Linked DNA regions of Acanthopagrus latus: region 2 is linked to region 1. A link is a contact called in public Hi-C data. All regions are on one chromosome and are shown on one strand. The core of a region is the stretch at or near the end of the contact, and the rest is flanking DNA. Distances in the headings are between cores, read along the strand shown. Region 1 holds the start of ankra2 (ankyrin repeat family A protein 2). Region 2 holds the start of enc1 (ectoderm-neural cortex protein 1).

Region 1 (6,939 bases), core at 1,664-4,163:
GGATCCAGATCCAGCATGGAAATCATCACCCACAGGTGCACGTGATCTTGATCTTGGGCGGGTCACGACCTTTCACCTCCACTGTCTGGTGGTATAAACCCAGCACAGCCGCCATTAGACTGTTTCAATCCCGCCTCCTTTTTTTTGCTGAAAAGACATTCCACACACAGTCCAAGAATAACAGCTTACGACTCGCTGTGTGGTAATTTTTTTACATTAACAAACTGAGCCGCAAAAAGCTCCTCCTGACCTCTCGATCACACCAGTCGTAAAAAATTCAGGCCTTAAGTTGAGATTGAGGGATTTGAATTTTGCAACACAAGCCTCCTCATTCAAAGCAACGTTTTAAATTCTTTCTTTGTTCTCTTTGTTCTGGCATTGAATGAAGGTTTAATTCCAACAAAAATGCCCAATTTCTGGTGTTTCCCCCCCTTGTGAGTGTCTTTTACAGTAAAAAGTCAGTAAAAAAAGGACATGAAAAGTCAATGAAACCCTTTATTTGGGAAGAAGAAGGGTTGTAGATACTCCAGTCCATTTGAAAATCACCACCTTGCACCTTTCAGGCCCCAGGGGGTCAAATCAGAACAAGTAGGCCGACATGTGAGGCACTGCGGACCACTCACTTCACCTCAATTCACAGCAATTAAACAGAAAGAAGGCTAATGCCATGTTTATACCATTCAATTGAGGGATTTGAGCAATTCTGAGAAAATAGTTGCCGTAACCTCTAAATCAGATTAATACGTTGGAACCTCGAGCAAAGAAAATAACCACTGCTGGAGCGAATTTGTAATTCCCCGTCATTAATGTGGTAAAGCGATCTAATAGAATATCAAACAAGCTCAAACTCTTTCTGCTTTGTTGAACTTTTCTCATGTAAGCCCCCTTCCTGAGGGTATGGCGTCGCTATTTGATTATTATTCAGAGCATCTGCTCATCAGTGGTCAGTAATTACTTTTACACAGCCATGAGTTGGATTTAAAGTTATTAAAGGAGCCAGGACAAGCCAGATGATACTGGATCAGAGCCTATAATGATGTCAGTTACTGATACGCTGACTTTAAGTAATAAGTAATTGTACTTACGAGTTCTAAGTCCATCCATCATCATCTGTCTCTCACCCACTGCTGTGTTTCAGTCACAGAGAAAGGTAATGTTTGACTGAGGTGACACTCAGACAGTTGAAATCTTATATACCTGATCAGCTAGTCATCTTCCTTGAAACAGCAAAACCTGCTGAAATATGGCTTCTAACAGACCTCCTGTGGTGGAGAACCTGCTGACCAGAGAATTTGTCTCGAAAAGTTAGTTTAGAAAATAGGCCATTGGGTCAAAGTATTTTTTTTCTGGTGTGAATGAAACCTTTCTGCACAGACATCAGGAAGCAGAACGTGAACGTTTGAAAGTTACCCACACAGATGAAACCACATCTAATCAGGTTCATCTGACTGTTTCATGATAAATGACTATTTCCACTCTTAAATATAAAATGTGTGATGAATCCTGTCAAAAGGTATTTATCTTGAAACCAGGGAAACAATCCACAGAGTGCTCCTCACTTAGACCAATAAGCCTAATTGGATCTGACACAAAAATACTTTGCAAAGCCCTGGCAACAGACCCCGGGTCATGGGCAGGTCCCAGGGGGGCCAAGCTATTCAGCATTTCTGCCCTCCTGGGAGAAATCAGCATTACTATTGTTATCAACTATCCTGTGACACTGGCATATGGAATATCGTGTTTTTAATGTGGGATGAATGTCTGAAAGAAAATTGTGTGTGTGTCTGATATGATCAGAGTCGACCCTCTGCTGGTGATCCACTGGACTGGTTTGGATGTCAGCTTCTGTCAGTTTTGCACATCTGTTTTTAAGGTTTTTTCATATTTCACATTTTCACATCCTTTAATGTTCAACACTCATAAACACATGAATCTTTCCTCTTACTGACCACTCTCAGCACCTCTATTCACTCACTTCGCAAGTGCTCAGTTTCCTTAATGCTGTATTTACATTTTCAGTATAACTTTTTCATAATTTTCAAATTCAAGTTCAAATTTCATTATGTGTGTGTGTGTCCAATTCAAGTAAAAAAAAACAAACACTTTCAGCCACAGTGATACTGTGTTATGTAAAGTCCTTTACCATTGGTGATGTTGAAGTAACATGAAGTGTCTTGAAATGTGTTTTGTTGTTGTTGTTGTTGTTGTTGTTGTTGTTGTTGTTGTTGTTGTTGTTGTTGTTTTTAATCAATTGCCGTTCATTTGCAAATGCCACCTTGTCTTACAGGCCTCAGATCTGTCTTCAGGCTCCCATTTCAGTTCCTCTTGAGCACTTACAGAACTTTATTCCATTTGTCATTTTGTAAACAATCTTCAGGTTTCATTGGAAATTAATTTGTGCAGGAATTATTGTTTTTTACTGGAACAGACTTTTGGAGGGATTGAATTCCCTGCTTGTGTATGTTGCCTGACTCACTGACATCTCTTTTAATAGGAAAATAGCCTGGAATGATGAATATTTGCCTCCTCATATTAGTGAAGATATCAAGAACACATGATGTGAGCACCCTGATTAAATATTCTATTTTAGTTCTAGCATTTCACTGATGTGTTACAGAAATGTGAATTACTACATTTAATGAATTATTTGTCTATAATAATCACCATTGATTTTCTATATCACTATGCTATTTTGATGACCACATCATGGCTTCAGTTGTCACAACTTCATGTCTGCTTCAACTGAATTATTTCTGCTAATCTTGATGATATTTATAGTGTGTTAGGTTACGTATATATTGTATAATCCTACGGTGATAGTGAGATCATACATTTGGCAACTGCTTGAATGAGATATTCAGTCAGAGTTTAGAAATTATGTTCATTTTGGCCACCTGGTGGTTCCGGAACTAAAAAGAGGGAGGCTAATAGCGGACGGACCACGTTGAGGACGCGAGCACTTGCGCATGCGTACACCTGTCAAAACACCGCTACAATAGCGGTCGCTGCACGAGGATATTCAAGAAAAACAATGCATTTTCGAGTAAGAAATGTCTTCGTTTTTATTTATTAGCCCTTTTTGACGTCTAAGCTTAATGTGTGTCCATGTTCATATATGTTTGTCACGGTTAGAGAGTGTGACTAGCGAGGTTACGATAACAATAGCTAGCATGCTAACTGGTAGCTAACAGACAGGCATTTAACTAATATGTAGATTAGCATCGTCAGATCAAGAAAGCTAACGTAAACGCTTTAAGTAATGTGAATTGAAACAAAACACCGACTTTTGTTTTTAATATAAATTATCTCCGCATTTCAGGCGCGCAGTAGCCTCAGTTCAAACTCAGTGTGACGGTTCAGTGTGTGTGAGCGGAGGATGGACAGCGTTGTAATGTCAACCTCGGATGGGACATCTGAGTGTCCCCTGGGGTCTGAGGACATGGAGGGGATCTGCGTTATGCCGGATTTGAGTGCCATCAAGACTGAGCAGTCGACGGGAGATGACCCAGGCACCCAAAATGTGGCCATGGGCATCAAATTCATCCTGCCCAACCGCTTTGACATGAACGTGTGCTCGAGATTTGTCAAGTCGCTGAACGAGGAGGACAGCAAGAACATCCAGGACCAGGTCAACTCTGATCTAGAGGTGGCTTCTGTTTTGTTTAAAGGTCAGAGCTATGTTTATACGGCTCCAAAATTACAGTTACTCTAAATGGCGTTGACATTTCAATATGGATATGTTGTGATCATGTTGTAACCAATAAAATGTCTCTCTCTCTATTTCAGCTGAGTGCAATATCCAGACTTCACCTTCTCCTGGAATACAAGTGCGCCATGTTTACACGCCTTCCACAACCAAACATTTCTCCCCCATCAAACAGTCCACCACACTCACTAATAAGCACCGTGGCAATGAAGTCTCCTCCACGCCTCTTTTGGTGCATTGTAAGTACCACAGTTGTTCCGACTTCATTTATTACAGTGTTTCTGACAGGAATCAACATTTTCATCAATATATGCATGTTCTTTCCTTTCAGCCTTGTCCATTCATCAGCTGGCGGCCCAGGGTGAAATGGTGTTTCTGGCCAGCAGGATTGAACAAGGTAGGCCATACGTAACCATGTCATGTTATATATATGCTGAGAGAGTGTTTCCAACAAATATTAACCAAAAAAGTACAATTTTATTATCTACTCGCCCCTATGTCTGTGGACAGTTGGATGAAGTTAGGTAGTCTATCAAGTATTTCAAAAGAATCACAGCCAAACAGTGTTGTAGCATTCTCTAAATAAATGAAGTAGATGGTGACTTGTTGTTTCACAATTAAAAAACAACAACAAAATGAAAGTGCTAGATGAAGCTAGTCCAGTCTAATGAAAGTTTCGGTAAGCTAGCTCATGGGAGTGACTAGATAATGACTGAATTCTCATTTTTCTGTCGTGTTTTTTTTTTTTATTTTCTTGATCAATTTAATATTTCGTCAAAAAATGTCAGAAAATAGTGACAGCTGTCAGAACAACGACCCAAAAACCAAAGACGAAGAGTTTGTTGACATGTAAGAGAAAGAAATGGTACATTTTCAAAATTAAGAAGCAAATATGGACCGTTTTTTTTTTAATCTTTAGAAAAATTAATCAAATTATTTGATCATCATTATAGTTCTAATCAGCTAATTGTTTCAGCCCTACTACTCTTACTAATAAGTGCTTAGAGAAAAATATATACTTTATGTATAGTATAACAAGAGTAAGTTAATGTTATGATATAATAATAACTGTCTAATAGTGTTTTCAAACACCCAGATAACATATTGTGAAGACACAGAGTAATAAACAATAAGAGCAAAAGGATCTTTATTGCAATGTTGATATTACAGAAGTTCATGAGTCTTGCCCACTGTCAACTACAATCCTGCAAGGTTTAAGTAGATATAGATGATGGATGGTGATGAAAACATATGTAACGATTCCAATGTTTTGTCTTGTTATATATCATTTTTATAGAAACTGTGATCAATCTCCAAGATGAGGAAGGTTTCACCCCCCTGATGTGGGCAGCTGCACATGGACAAATCGCTGTCGTCGAGTTTCTGCTCCAAAATGTAAGAAAAGTTGAACTTCAGCGTATAATTCAGATATGAGAGCAGCATGCCCTTTTTATTTACTCTGTGGTTGTCTTTCTGTATCATTCTTCACTGTAGGGTGCTGATCCAAACCTCCTGGCCAAAGGGAGGGAAAGTGCATTGTCCTTGGCCTGCAGTAAGGGATACACTGATATTGTGAAGATGCTCATCGACTGCGGTGTTGATGTGAATGAGTATGATTGGGTAAGAATACTCAACGTCTGTAAAGATACAACAACAAAAATGTGATGGGGGAGATTCTGTGAGGTGGTTTATTGTTGTTGATGCTCATGACGTCATGTGGAGGCGTCAGTCTTCATGGCGGCCTGTTGTGATGATCCTCCTGTGGTTTTCAGAATGGAGGAGCCCCTCTGCTGTATGCTGTTCACGGGAATCATGTACGCTGCGTGGAAATCTTGTTAGGTGAGGACGAATCTTTTACTGAGGTATTTTTTCTGTTTGCACACACATGCGGTTACATACAATCACATGATGGAAAAAAAACTGTGACAGATGTGTCAGGAAAGGTCAGGAAGCCATCAGGTTTGTTTTATAACATAATTTGAAAAAAAAAAAAATAGCAACTCAAAACACAAACAAAGAAAGTTTAAACCAATAGACTGAAACATAATAGAATGCTTAAGAAAATAATTAACGTCATGAATTAAATGTGAGGTTTTTTTTTATTATTTATAAAAAGGATGAGCTCTTAATGTTTTTTTAGAATTCCATGATTGATGATATCTGAGGGAGGACTGGGATTTCATAGCACATAGCTATGAAAATGTCATACACTGAAAGAATGTTCAGTTTTCTGAAGAGTTTGATCTTGTAATCTTGCAAAAAAAAAATCTTGCAAAAAAATGTCTGGAGTAAATAGTTTATGTAGATTGGAGCAGAAACAATATTACCGTAAATCAGCTGGGGATCGATCGTGGGCTATATCGACCCATGCGAACATGGGTTTAACATTTGTTTTCATGAAATGTGTTGTGTCCAGCATAAACTTGTAAAATAATAAAGTCTTGGCCTTTTTGTCTGTCCTCCAGAAAGCGGTGCCGATCCTACTATTGAGTCGGATTCTGGATTCAATGCAATGGACATGGCCGTGGCTATGGGCCACCGGAATGGTACGTGTAAAATGTGCACATACTTGGAGCTGAAAATCGTGTAGTTACACAGGTTTGTTAGCAACTTACACCACAGAGATGTCCCTGAAGTTACAATCAAGCAGGTAAAGTCATGGATAAAACTGTTTGATATTGAATTTGGAAACCCTCTTCAATGTCCCACCTGCAAAAAAAAAACACTTTTACCAACAAAGCAAACTTTTAAAAGTTTTAGCAGAATTTATTGCAAATCAAAATGCTTTCTGCGCACATAAGTTTGACATATTGAGTGTCAGGATCCCAGTTTTCCTCCTCTTCCTGCTGATGCTTATTGTCTGTATCTACACTTGTCTGTGAAGGCTGAGTAGATTACAAAAGCATAGTTCTTGTTTCTTTAACCTGTTGATGGTGCATCCCACCACACAAGAGTTTAGGCATTTTTCTGTTATTCATTAGCAGGAAATTACACAAAATGCACCACCAGGCGATACAGAGTCAATGGAGAGTGATGAACAGTTTCCCCTTCTATTCTCACATCAGTAAATGACTGTGTTTATTTGTGTTTTAGTTCAACAGGTGATGGAGGCACACTTACTGAAGTTACTGATGGGAATCAGAGAATAAACTGTAATACTTGAGGAAGACAAATACCGAAGGCACACCGCTGGGCTCTGGACAATCCTGCAGCTCGCCCAGGCTGTCGCCCGA
Region 2 (6,939 bases), core at 2,499-4,998, 170 kb before region 1:
AGTGGTCCCTGAACGCACCACGGCGCACAAAGACAGAAAGCGACAGCAAATCAAATGAAAGCGTCTCACCTCCTGTAGGCGTCCTGGAGGAGGCTGCAGCTCGGGCCGGCGGATGACTGCCTGGCGTCAACGATCTTGAAGCTGGAGCCCATCAGCTTGAAGGAAACATCTGAGATCTGCACTTTCTGCGGCAGAGGCCACAGGGAGCCGTGTTTGGAGGGCTGGAACACCAGATCCCGGTCCTGGTCCTCCTCCTCCACCTCCACCACCTCGTAGTCATCGATGTAGTTGTGCTTCAGCCCCCGGCAGAAGCTCAGGCTCAGCAGCAGCACCGCCAACTTCACTGTAGTGGTCATGTTGACCGAGGAGAAGTGGAGTCACAAGACCCGCAGATCAGGCAGCAACATTATGAGTGGATCGAGGTGGGCGGGGCTTGTAACGCGGAAGTAAGTTTGTGCAACGATTTTTAAAGGGGACGCAGCGATTTAAACGTGAATCTAAAACAAAAAAACAGAACAGGTGTGTCTCGTTCAACCAGTGTAACGACACACGTTGGTGTTGATCAAAATAAAAGAAATTCAAATCCAATAAAAGGAAAAGTTACATCCATTAAAAAGAGGCGTGTCCTATGTCACAGTGTAGTGATAACGTTTCACATTGGTTTGGAGTCATTGAGTCACATGACATGTGAGCTTTTGAAAAGAAATGCTGGATTTTCATAATAAACATTCAGGGAATATAAAATCAGTAAAATCCATTACAAAGATTTGTTTATGATATTAACACCGATCAGGCATAACATGATGACCACCTGCCTAATGTTGTGTTGGTCCCCATTTTGCTGCCAAAACTACCCTGACCCGTCGAAGCATGGACTCCGCTTGGCCCCTGAAGGTGTGCTGTGGTATCTGGCTCCAAGACGTCACCAGCAGATCCTTTTGAGTCTTGTACGTTGTGAGGTGGGAGCTCCATGGATCAGGACTCCCGGCTCATTCTCCTACAGGTGCTCAGCAGGACTGAGATATGGGGAATTTGGAGGCCAAGTCAACACTTCAAACTCGTTGTTGTGCTCCTCAAACCATTCCTGAACCGTTTTTCGCTTTGTGGCACGTCGCATTATCCTGCTAAAAGAGGCCACAGCCAGTCAGAGAGTACTGTTTCCATGAAAGGGTGTACCTGGTCAGCAGCAATGCTCAGGTAGGTGGTATGTGGGAAAGTAACATCGACATGGATGACTGGACCCGAGGTATCTGATGCTACAAACACCCCTATAGAGCTGGTTATTGTTCTAATGTGAATAACATACATACATTTTTTGTTAAGCCTGGAAGAGAAGGCAGAATGTTTTGTTTAAGCTGCAAATAATGTTTAATTTTGTAATGAAATGAAATGAAATGAGCTGTTTGACCACTGCAACTGTATTTTTGGTGTCTTGTAGACCCGACCAGTGTTGGGAACTCTTGTGCATGACATGAAAATACAAGTCAAATTAAACATTTACTCACTCTTTCAAACTTTTTTCCCAACAAGGGAGGATACAAAACATGCCTATGGCTATTTTTCTCTGCTGTGCTGAGAACTGAATTAATTCAGTGATTCTGGTCACAGGTTTCATGCACCTTCTGTAAAAAAAACATCTCAAAGCAAGAATCTTATCGAAATCTGATTGGTGTCAGCTTGAATATCACATCACTAGGAACACATTAGTTCATTCATTGCCCATATAACATCAAATATTGTCTTACTTGGTGAATTACAATGTTTTTTTATTGTCATTTTCTTAAAGTGTTGCCTTCATTAAGCTTGTTTGTGGTAAAAAGTAAAAATATAGATATTTAAAGAAAATAAATGCTTTATTTTGCAGGTATTATTGTTCTTTTAACACATATAGCACTGGGGAAGTAAAGCCAAAGTCAACCAGACATTAAGGTTAGATAATTAGATAAATAACTTCCTGTTTGTGGTCACAACCATCAGTCTGTTTTCTCAGCATCGTCAGCGTTTTGTCCACTAGATGTCTCTCCGGTCACACGTATGAAGCAGCCGCTGCCACCAAGAGCTTTTTATTTCCAACTAATCACACTCTGTTTCTCTCTCTCTTTCTCAGGAACAATATGCTGCATCATCCTTAACATGAAGCGACTGTAATTGTGATATTCTGTCTCTATAAAAGCCGGCTGATGGGAAAACAAGCAGGATGTGATTATGCAATGGCTCTAATCACCGAAAACAGACAGAATAACACGACCTCGAGGGTCCAGTGAGGAGTTTAGTCACAGCCAAGAGCACCATCAACAGGAACCGCAGATGTGACTCACACAAGATGTCCAGGGATAAAGTTGGACTTCCTGTTCCCAGCTACCCCGACCCCAAAACCCACAGGGCCTTTATGATCCTATAGGATTTACACTGTCTGTGGGAACGACTGGCGAGTCTGCTGTGACTCAGCCAAACCATCATGGTGTTTTTCTATATGTTAGTGCAGTTTTCAGAGTTGTGACGCCACAAAAGCAAAACAAAAACAACATTAACTTCTTTCTCTCAGGCCGCGATCACAGTGCACACCGGGGAACAGGCTCGGGCTCTAAGCATCAGCGGCAGGAACATTTCATCCACTGCTGTGCTTTAAAAACAATGTTTATTAAACTGGCTTTAAAACAACAAATGCAGCCTGATCCTGGAGTCACACTGTAAGAAGTGCTGGGTCAAAACTAACCCAACACAATACAATTACTCATGTGTTAGCATTATTTTTCATTTGGGTATTTATACCAACTAAAATGTGTTGCAAACTGCTGCGAAACAACTCTACATGTCACTGTTTACAATTTGATTGTTAAGGATGTGTTAATATTGTAGTTTCTTTTACAACAATGAACATGTACACTACAAAAGAAGCATTCAGATACGACACTTTAACACTACTTTTAAACTTTTAAGCCTAGTCTACCTGATGTGGTAATTTGCAGAAAGAAAATAACTTCATTTCAGATAAAAGCTTTGTATTCAGGTTTTTACTCAATAGACAGATGGATAGTTTAGCATGATTGGGAATCGATCATTGATTCAGTGACACAAATGTTACCTACATGTTGTGGATGAGGCCGATTTTTAATGTTTTATAAATGGTTCATAAGTAAATCTTAATCTGAAAACTGGTGACTGATACTCGATTATTTCCCTTCATATCCATTTTTCTCTCTGCTACATTTATTTGACTGCTCACTTTTCAGATGTCTGGTTGAGGTTTAAGGTTCGTGATCGTGAGTACAACTTTAAAGGGGCACTTTGACAAAGACATTCAAACTCACAATTGGAATATTTACAATATCAGTGAGGTAACGATGCAAACTCAGGCTTATTTACTTCTTCCGTAACTGAACAAATGAGCTGTTCTCAGAGGAAAATACGGTCGAGGCTAGAGAGGTGGCAGGGTCCGCCACATATAAACAAAGTTAAAACAGTATATTCAGTTTGTTTCTTCAGGATTGAAAAAACAAAGAGGAGTTTGTTGAGGCTTAAAGGAACAGTGCAAAAAATATCTATCCATTAACTTAAATCAACTGTTTGCACGTTTGTGGGGGAAACTTGTGCCTGGAGACGATGAGTCCTCCTCATCTTAGCACACAGTCTCTGTCTCACTTCATTTCCTGCACTAGGAGGAGGCGTCCTCCCCCCTCTCTCCATCTCTTGTCCCTCTCCTCTCCCTCCCCCCTCCTCTCTTTGTAAACACACCCATTGATCCAGCCAGAGAGGACTGAGAGCGCAGGCGGAGGAGCGACACTCAGGAGCGGAGCAGCACAGGAGGAGAAACGCCTCCGAGCCTCTTTAACACACCGAATCCCCCTTTATTCTGTTTCATATATATATAAAAGCTTCTGCTTCGGGGGATCTGATCCAGAGTCAGCTGTAGCGCAGTAATCTGAGGGAGAAAACGGCCTCGTCTCGCTGTGAGCTTCTCGGGAAATAACCACGGAGTTGTTTCGCTCCCCGGGCGCGCAGGCTTCTGCATCGTGGCTCTGTCAGAAGTGGCATGTTCGAGGGATCCCGCGGACACGATTGAACTCCTGCTTTCACCCAAAGAGGTAAAAAAAACCTCACCCTTCCTTTTATCATAGCTCATAAAACAGATTTTTTTTTTCTGTAGTTTTAATTCCAACAGCTGCTGCACCCCGTTGTTTTTGTGTCTGATCACCTGATGATGGAAAACTCGGGGGCTGTGGCAGAGAGAGAGAGAGAGAGAGAGAGAGAGAGAGGCTGATGCACAAAAGACTCTTGTTGACCTCCACTGCTCGTGTCTGTGTTGTGTTATCACTGTTGTTCCTGCACGTTGACGCTCCTGCTTCTTTTTCTTGTTATTTTCATGCCATCCCCTCCTCAGCTCCCTCTCGGTCCTTTGTGCGCTCTCCTCTTTGCGTCTTGCTCCTGTGCATACCCATGCATGCACAAGGTGTGATTTTTTTTGTTTTTTGTTGTTGTTATGAATGAATAAAAAGCCCAGATGTGTAGGCACAGCTGGGTTTGAAGACACACATCTGAGTCTGTTGCAGATTGATGCAGATCAACAACAGCTTCCATGTTTTGTTTTTTTTTGCATTTTGTTTCATTTTTTTCTCTCCTTTCTTCCTCCAAGTGGCAGATGTACTGAGCCGGCCCATATGAGCCTGTGGTGTTTACTTTTGAAGTCTCTCCCTTCCCCATCCCTCTCTTCCTGAGTCCATGGTTGACTGTGAACACCTGGCAATGATTTTAAAACAGACTGCAGCCAAAGCCGGGCCTCAGCTCGGATACAGAGCGAGAGCAGAGGCTCGCATGCCTTCTCTCTCTTTTCTTTTCTCACTGTGCGCTTCTTTTTTGTGGAGTGTGGCATGTATGTGCTTTCCGGTTATGTGCCTGTGGATCTGCTCTTTGTGAAGGGGGGGGTGAGGATGACAACTCTCGCAGACATCCAGGCGGATCTCAGTGTCACGCTGCTGGAATATTCTGTCTGGGCGTCAAGTTACTGTCAGTGACCACCAGCCAATTATAACACCAAGAGCAGTGATTGATATTAATAGCTGCTTTTATTAATGAACCCACTGATGACTTTTTATGATCCTTCAGGTGTTAAATGTTAAAACTGGTGAAAAATTTGACTTCTCATGTCTGATAAACCAGCAGCAAGCAGCCAATTCTCACATTTGAGAAGCCGAAGCAGAGAACGTGTTGCTTTTTCTCACTATTTTTGCTTAAATAAAAGTCAGAATTTGCTGATTGCAGCTACTTTAGTGCGAATATTTTCTGTTTCCTCTACATAATCTTGGGATTTTGACCATTTTCTGACATTTTATAGATCAAACGTCTCATCAGTTAATCAGTAAAATTATCAACAAATATTTGACGATGAGAATAATCATTATTCTCTGCCCTTATCAAAAACAATTGGTTATTTTTCTCAGTCGACGTATCGATCGCTGTTGGTTCGTGCTGAAACACAAGACTTTTACATTTCTGCTCGTATGTTTTCATTCGATAGTTTCAGTGAGCTCACGTAATAAACTAATAACTGAGTAATCATGTGATCCATAAAGAGATAGAAAATAGTGACATATGTCCATCAAAGTTCCCAGAAGTTTAAAGTGGAGTCTTCAAATCACATGTTTTGCTGACTAACAGTCTCAAAATTCAAAGATTTCCAGTTTACAATCACTTACAAACAATATCAGCAGCTAAGATTCACGTTTGAGAGGCTGGAATCAGAGAATGTTTGGTATTTGTCTTATGATTGGAAATAATGAATAAATGAGCCAATTTGATTAATGGATAAATAAAGTTTTGAGACGCCTGACGTCAATCTGTGCCTGACAGGCAGTCAAAGAGTTTCACAGCAGCTTGTTTACTGTCAGCAACTAGGTTAAAGCAATAATCAGATTTGAGTGGATATATGGGGGTTGCAGTAATCTGACCCCCCCGCAATAATCTGCATTTACACGTGTTGGGTTAATATCCAGTCTGAAGAGGTGTTGATGTTTGTGATCAAGGGGAACACAAAGGAGCACAACTTCCATGAAAGAGAATATGTTTTTAAACCCAAGTTTCTGTTTGATTCTGTAGGTTTTGCATTGAATAATAATACAAACTTCCCACTGGAGAGTTGAAGCAAAGCACACATTTCCATTTAAATCACAAGTAAAGGGTTTTCAGGACGTGCAGGCTTTAGTTGGTAGTCCAGGCTTTATCCTTTAATATGCAAATGATTTAAATATCTGTTTTACTGCTCCTCTCTTTGTTCTGCTCCCAACTGTAACGTGCGAGCTCACTCACCCAGCGAGAAAGTTTGTTTGATAAAAAATGCAAAAACTCAGATTAAAACAAGCAAAAAAAACACCTCCGGCGACTGTACGAGGCGGTGTGTAATTTAATGGGGGAAAAAGCAGCACGCAGGCTGTGATTGTCAAGATTTTGAAATTAAGAGAGAAAACCTGAAATTATAACGAGCACAAACGGTCGAGGAGATAAGTAGAAAGCCGAGACATTTTAAACCTCTTGGCGCAAAATTTTATTTGGACAACGGAGCAAAAATATTTGGCATTTCTGAGAACTCGGCTCTGTCGTGCCGTGCCATTATCGAGATGAGAAAGCAGCTCTTGTGAGTCATCTCGGAGAGGAAATGATTACTCTCTGGAAGTCAGGCAACAGATTGTTAGATAAAAGGGCTGCGACAATGATGTTTACTCCCATGGTGATTTCAGGTGAGGCAGAGCTGTCCTCCATCTCTCTTTGGAGCATAAACATGACTGTTGACTTGTTCTCAATCATTTTAGTCCCTGTTCTGATTAATCAAAGTGTTCTCCTGCCTCGGACCTCGCACTCACTCAGGGTTACAATTAATAACGTACTAATTATGAGTACACGCAAAAAACAAACCCTCTCCAATTAAGTGCCTGATTTATTAGGACC

Evidence for each region. A called contact is a pair of places that touch in the nucleus more often than the background predicts.
Region 2: a contact with region 1 is called in a Hi-C map of muscle, with 2.8 times the contacts expected there. The contact joins the promoter of enc1 here to the promoter of ankra2 in region 1. A contact is called at or near these places in 2 of 4 Hi-C or Micro-C datasets (liver and muscle).

The regions. Positions count from the first base shown.
Region 1 is chr12:21,534,680-21,541,618 of fAcaLat1.1, reverse strand. ankra2 (ankyrin repeat family A protein 2) reads left to right here and starts at 2,913. Exons shown (of 9, transcript XM_037117545.1): 1 at 2,913-3,043; 2 at 3,320-3,668; 3 at 3,787-3,945; 4 at 4,038-4,103; 5 at 5,004-5,101; 6 at 5,201-5,326; 7 at 5,479-5,545; 8 at 6,172-6,252; 9 at 6,800-6,939. The coding sequence starts at 3,377. The coding sequence ends at 6,855.
Region 2 is chr12:21,702,916-21,709,854 of fAcaLat1.1, reverse strand. It overlaps enc1 (ectoderm-neural cortex protein 1), which reads left to right and starts at 3,748. Exons shown (of 3, transcript XM_037118074.1): 1 at 3,748-4,085. It overlaps hexb (beta-hexosaminidase subunit beta), which reads right to left and starts at 448. Exons shown (of 14, transcript XM_037116707.1): 1 at 70-448. The coding sequence starts at 356.